2 separate regions of the Mus musculus genome follow, and region 1 is linked to region 2. A link is a contact called in public promoter capture Hi-C data. All regions are on one chromosome and are shown on one strand. The core of a region is the stretch at or near the end of the contact, and the rest is flanking DNA. Distances in the headings are between cores, read along the strand shown. Region 1 holds the start of Obp2a (odorant binding protein 2A). Region 2 holds the start of Entpd2 (ectonucleoside triphosphate diphosphohydrolase 2).

Region 1 (3,276 bases), core at 270-2,769, 300 kb before region 2:
TTTTCCACATGAATAACCTTCGTGTTATGAACTGCAGATAAGCAGAAATAGCTAAGTGTCTCATAGAGACACTGAACACCTAAGACCTTGGAACACTTTGGTGGTCACCCAGGACACCCAGCAAGTCTAGTCCTGGCCTTTCTGTGGTCCCCATAGTTAGACAGGAGCCATCTCCCACAGAAGCTGCCAAGCCCAGCAATGAAGTTTGTGGAAGGTGGGAACTGAGGTTGCCCCTTAGGGCCAAGCCCCTTCCTTTCTGGCTTTCCTGTCTTTGGATCCTCATGGGTCAAGAGCTGAGCTGGATAGGGGAGCAAGAATGACTCCGCTTTTAGGACCTCTAGAACAGGAAGTGACTGATGGCCTGTCCTATGAGTTAGAGCAGGCAGGGACCCACCCTCCCCAGGGCTTGCCACTGTAGGAAACAATGAGGCACAGGGACTCACAAGCGGTGTATTTGCCAGGCTCTTCTGTTTTCTTCATCACGAATTTAAACTCACGGCAATGACCATTGTTCCTGTAAAACACAAGCCCACAGGCAGCTGCTCTCAGCAACATAACTAAGGCCTGTTTCGATCATCAGTCCTGGCCAGGTGACCCATTAAACTCTGTGTCACTCCTGTTCTACTTTTAAGGTACTACCTTGAGACTGTGTCTCTTCAAAGGTAGGAATCTCTTAGTTACCCCAACTCAAATATAATGGCTAGCAAGTGAGAGAAAAACTGCAGAGAGTTCCAGTAGGAAACACGTACCAGAATACAACTGTGGTCTCCAAGTCTCCTTCTTCCAGAGCTATTATTCTCACAGGGAAAACTATACTGGGTATCTTGTGACTGGGTAGGGTACCATTGTGTACCATGGCCTTTGCGTACCAGATCCCAGAGTACTGTAGGAGACAAAACTGTGAGCACACCCGAGCCTTCCCAGGAGTCTACCCCAGGGTCCAGCATATGAGCTAGCTCCTGAGCCCAGGGTGCAGCCACTGAGGTGAGCTAACCTCACATGTTCCAAGACGTGTGGTCAATAGAGAGATACCAGCACTTGGGTACCCAATCCCATGATGGCAGAAGTGTCTTCCCCCATCCCAGTGAATGCACTCATTGAGGTCTACACGTCAAAGAGGGCACTGGATGAATCCTCTGCCCGGAACGTCCTGCTCTAAATGTTCTAGCTCTGAGCTTTACTTGAACAAGGATCCTCCACCCAAATCTGCTCTTTCTTCTAACTCAAGTCTTCGGAGGACCCATGTTTTCAGGGAGGCCCCTATCTTCTAACAGAAGGACTCAGGAGTCCTTGATCAGACTGCTGAGATGAAGTATGGAGTCAAACTCAACCTTCAAGGTAACATCCTTCCCCTCAGCGTCAAGCAGTAGGCCAGGCCATCTCCTGCCACCACCCATTGTCCCTCCCATCCTCACATCCACCAGGTCATCTGGCGGGGCTTCCTGAGCCTTCAGGACAGCCACCAGCCCCAGCAGCAGGATGGTGAGGAGCAGGCTCTTCATCTCCAGGCACTGGGCTCTCACACAAGGCAGGTCACCTGGGCAGAGTGTCCTCTGGCTCCTCACAGGGTGCCCTTTATATCTCCCATGGACAGGGACGTGTGCCCACTTGGCACTAGCCATGTCCCTCCTGTCCATCTCTCATGGCCAAACACACATCCATCATGGAGCTGAAGGTTGTTGTTGTTGGGATCTGATGAATATCAACTCAGTGTCACCTGCAGATAAAGAAAGACACACAATGCTCTGGAAGGTCTGCGCCACCCAAGTGCTGTGCTCACAAAGGACCCTGGGGAATGAGTAACTCGGGTAGAGGGGGAGGGCCAGGCTTCCCTTCACACACCTGCCCTGCATCTGCCCATGGCTGCCCTGAGCTATGATCCCTGAGATCTGGCCTCTGATCTCCTGCTGCTGAGAACCAGGCTGAGTTTCACAACCAGAGACCATCTTCTGGGTCCCAGATGGCTTGGCCCCTGCCTGGGGACTCACCTCATTGTCCCTTCCCCGCCTGGATGCCCCATCAGGGCTTCCCTGTAAGTGGGGTCACAAAATATCATCAAGGTAGACACCCTGCCACTAGGGAATACCATGACCCCTGACCCACTTCATCCTGCAATGAGGCCAGCCGTGCTCTCTACAGAGCACTTCTTACTCTAAGATGTCTTGGGCCTTTTTCACAAACCGGCCAAGGCCCATCTACTGAACCACCAGGTAGAGTTCACTTTCCCTACATCTCACTTGTAAGTTGGCTGCATGAAGAATTCCAGCCACGCATTAGGGTCATGAGTATGTGTCCTCTAAATGAATCAGGGAAAGGGTTCACGTCTGTGACTCCTGGGGGTTCATGCCCAACAAGGGGACTTGACCTTTTGTTGCTCCCTCCTCTGAGGGCCCACTGACAGGACGTTTGCAAAGCTGGGACTGCCTTGATACATCTGAGGTCCATATATGTGTTCGTTTCTTGCCATCTTGTGCCCTGACATGGGATGGAGAGCCAGGCTCCATCACAGCCTGTCCTGAACCACCCCTGTGCTCCTGTTGAACCTCTCACCTCTGGAGTCCACAGCCTTCCTTCTCATTAGCTTTGAGCACCCACAGGCTCTCAACACAGCCAGGTCTCATTCCCTACAGACAAATGGATGCACGAGGCACCATGAGTCCACGTGCTGACCTGTGTTCTGAGTTCAGTGAAGCCTGCCCTGGCTTCTGGCCTCAGCTCACCTTCCCTCCCACTGGGAACTCTGCCTTCCACTCCAAACTCTGCAGTTCCTGGACTTAGCCACCTGCCCTGAGTCACAGAAGTCATCTCTGAAGAAGGGTTTCAGTTCCTATGGGACTGTCCACACTCCATGGCCCTGGGGACAGGTGCTAGTCCCACAATGGCATCTTTGTGCCTCTCTGGACCAAAGGTGGACAGGCTCAAATATCCATACACAATATCAGTGAGGGCTCTGTGACAAGCCCTGGACTGTGCTGAGGAGCTGGCATGGCTCGGGTTTTGACGTTAGTATAGAAGGTGCTGAGCAGGAAGTCTGTGATAGGGTGGGGCCAATGCCCTTTAGGAGAAATCAGGAATCGGGTTAGCAGCTCTGTGTCATGGGGGAGGCCTCTGTACCTGTCAGGCTGTCCTCCATACCATGCCTGAATTATTCCTGTAAGCATGTCCCCACATAGGCACAAGTCTCAATCCTTGAACAGGAGAAGAACAACGTGATTAGCAGAGCCAGGGCCACCATCAGTTCACTGCTGACTTGGGCTGTGTCTGGAAGTCGAAGGC
Region 2 (3,200 bases), core at 497-2,996:
TTTGAACTCCTGCCTTGAATGGGCCCCACCTAGCAACAAGCAGAGGGGGAATGACCATTTGGGCCTGCAAAGCTAAGACTGAACAGGAACCGAAGGCCATGCTCACCTCGAACATCGCAAGAGCTGTGCTGGCCCACGATACCTGTGTCATTTTCCTTGTCCGCTGGCCACTTGTAGACAAACATGGATGTGTGTGAAGAGCCAGCATCCAGAACGATGCCATACTGTGGGTGGATGTGGTAGGTTAGCCTGAGGGGTGTAGGGCTCCTCTCACACTCCAGCTTTCCATTCCCAACAGATATGTATCAAATTACACACTGAAGCTCAGGGTCAGCCCAGAGCATTCACAGGGATACAGCTTGACTGGAAGGGGACTGACTAGGTGACTTCCTGTGTTGATACCCCTCCCCCAGCTGCCTGAGGATGGCACTGACACCAGAAAGTAGACATCTTGGCAACTGAGGGGCAGGCTGGCTGTGCCAGGGGCAGAGGGTCCCATCTGGAACTTTGCTCTATTTAGGAGAAGCAAACATAAAGGCTTCTCTTCTTTCCTTCCCCACTCTCCAGTGTCTGCTGGGACCTTGGCCTAACCATAGGATGTGGAAGTAAGGCCCACTGGGAAAGAAGACTGAGGTTGAATGGAAAGGTCTCCAATCCATGCCCCTGCCTGGGCCTAAAAGCCAGGAACAGGGAAGGCTGGTTTTGCAGAGCAGAGAAGGGCATCAGATGGGCCTTCTTTGCAGCTCCAAGGGGCTGGGCTCCAACTCAGGGAGCCTGGCTGGACACCAACCTGGGGCATATGCCAGTTCTAGCCTGGGAAAGGGCTGCTGCAGTCCTCCTGCACAGCAGAGAACTCCTCCAGAGCCAGGCAGATACAAGGATTCAACTCCCACACCCCACAGCCCATCCCGCATGGCTACAGAGCTCTTCCCCTTCCCTTCTAGGTCCCTGGGGCTGAGATGGCTAGTCCCCACGCAAACTCAGCAAAAGACCAACAAACGGTTAAAGGCTGAGGATTGGTGATGGAGACCCCTTTAGAACCAGCTAGCTTCCTTTGCCCTCTTTCAAGTGTCACCCGTTCAGACCTTGGTCTGAGAGGGGTTGGAGGTACCTAGTGTGTGCTGTCCCTTATCTTGAGCTTTGTCTAGAACCAAAGCCCTTCTCTAACGGCGTGCTCGAAATGCTGCCTGGAAATGGCGCTGGACTTGGGGCGGGGGTTCTTGCCACAGCCCGGGGAGACGGCATGAAGGGAGCAGGAAGAAAGCTCCTCTGCCGCTCTTGCAGCTCCATCGCGAAGCCGAAAGAAGGGAATTCCCACGAACTTTGCCTCCAGTGCCTTGGAGCTCCGGAAGCGTCGCTGTCACCCCGCGGACTCAGTAAAACGAAGTGCGGAATCTAGGACCGGGCCCGAGGCACAGTCCCGCGCTGGTGTGAGAGCGCAGGGCGTTCTGGCGCGCGCCTACAGTCCCAGACAGACACCCCCTAACCCCGAGGCCAGCTGCTTCCCAGCGCCGCAGTGAGCGCGAGCACCTTGAGGGCGGGCGGCTCCCGGACGTCTTGGGTAGGGACGCACAGTAGCAGGAGGCCGGCGAGGCCCACGGCAGCCAGCAGCAGGGGTGGCACCAGTGACACCAACTTTCCAGCCATGGGAGCACGCGGGAGAACACAGCAGGGACCCCGGACAGCAGGCAGCGGGAGGCCCGGTGGCCGGGGCCCCAGAGTTAGGCTCCGGGGCGGGGCTGTAACAGGCCCCGCCCACGTTAAGGCCCTCCCACCGAGGGACCTGCCCAAAGTCCGCCCTCCCTCTTTGGAAGACTCAGGTGAGTGAAGCGTGTAGGTGACTCAGCCGCACCACCACTCCTTCCGCAGGTTCTTGGCTTGGTGGCTCCACAGCTATCAGTCACGTTCTTCCTTCTTGTCCACCCAGCATAGGGAATGCCCAGCTCTGTCCTGGAAAAGGATACCCGGTGTTGGGGTTTGGCTGGTTGTCTTGCTGTGCCCTCGGAGCCAAATTTGTTTCTGGCCAGGGAAGGGCAAGCCAGACCCCTTTGCCGATATAATTAAGTTTCAACTACTGGATCGAGGCTCAGAAGGGCACAGGGGTTCAGCATCTGCTTGTGGAGCCAGCACAGGCTGCTGTGACGACTTCTCGGACTAATGATCACCGAGTGTCTCCTCACTGAAAAGGGCAAGGATGACCTGCCATCATACAACCCAAACGGAAAATTGAGGGCAGATGAGGCTCTCTGTCTCTCCGGGCCTTGACCACCCCTACTGCCCTCTTTGCCTAGGAGACAGACACAGAGACCTAAATTGAGGAGGTTACAGGGGAACAGGGGGACAAGTTACATAGGTCTCATTCTACAGAAAAAGTGTTCCAAAGCAAGCTTGCATCTTGGTCAACAAGAAGTTCCTGGACACTGGCTGGGGGTTGGGAAAGTGCTGGCTCTGACCTAACCCTCCCCCTCCTCCTGACCCAGTAAGCTAGCCGGACCAGGCACACAGACAGGACTTCTTGGCCAGCAGCCATGCCTCTTCATGCCCTTACAACATGGGAATTCCAGAAACACAAAGAATCCCATCCATGAGGCAGCAGGGAGCCATGTGGTGAGACCACCAGGGAGCAGGGCTGCCATAGCTGAAGAATAGCCTTTGCTGCTGGCATCAGGGCGATGCCTTGGCTACTGAACAGGCAAGGACAATAGGCCTGGGATTGCTGCCCTGGCTGAGGGTCTGGTGTTTCAGGCCCAGCAAAGGATTCTTTCTTCCAGCTCAGGACCCCAGAGGGGAAGAACCCTGGAGGTGACTCAATCTCCTCAAAGCCCAGCTTGTGAGACTCCAGAAGGGAATCTCTGGGTGTGGTCAGCACTGGACATGAGGCTCCAGTTTCCTGCTAGCTCTCCCATCCCATGCTCCCCCCCCCCAAGTTCTTTTGTCCGTTCCTGATAGGCCAGAAGGGGCAGAGGCACCAGAGGCCAGGAAAGGAGGGGACACTGTATGAAAAGGCTGTGGTTCTGGGGAGCTACCAGCCAGTCAGCACCCCTCTTTCAAGCCCAACAGGGCTTCCTGAAGGGCAACTGGGGACCTGAAAAGATGAGACAGAGGTGGGGCAAGACCTCTGATCCCTTCCCTGGGGAGACACTCATGGCCAAGGACCCAGATTAGCCTGCCAAGAAGGGTGGAAGGCTGAGGGCTAGGAA

The links. Capture Hi-C pulls out chosen DNA fragments and counts their contacts.
Region 1: a promoter capture Hi-C map of adipose tissue shows a contact between it and region 2. The contact joins the promoter of Obp2a here to the promoter of Entpd2 in region 2. A contact is called at or near these places in 1 of 115 datasets of contacts at active chromatin or transcription factors (pancreatic cancer cells) and 2 of 9 other capture datasets (adipose tissue and pancreatic islet).

Annotation. Positions count from the first base shown.
Region 1 is chr2:25,698,317-25,701,592 of GRCm38.p6, reverse strand. It overlaps Obp2a (odorant binding protein 2A), which reads right to left and starts at 1,519. Exons shown (of 7, transcript NM_153558.1): 1 at 1,416-1,519; 2 at 750-883; 3 at 444-514; 4 at 1-31. The coding sequence starts at 1,502.
Region 2 is chr2:25,394,420-25,397,619 of GRCm38.p6, reverse strand. Entpd2 (ectonucleoside triphosphate diphosphohydrolase 2) reads right to left here and starts at 1,746. Exons shown (of 9, transcript NM_009849.2): 1 at 1,531-1,746; 2 at 107-224. The coding sequence starts at 1,647.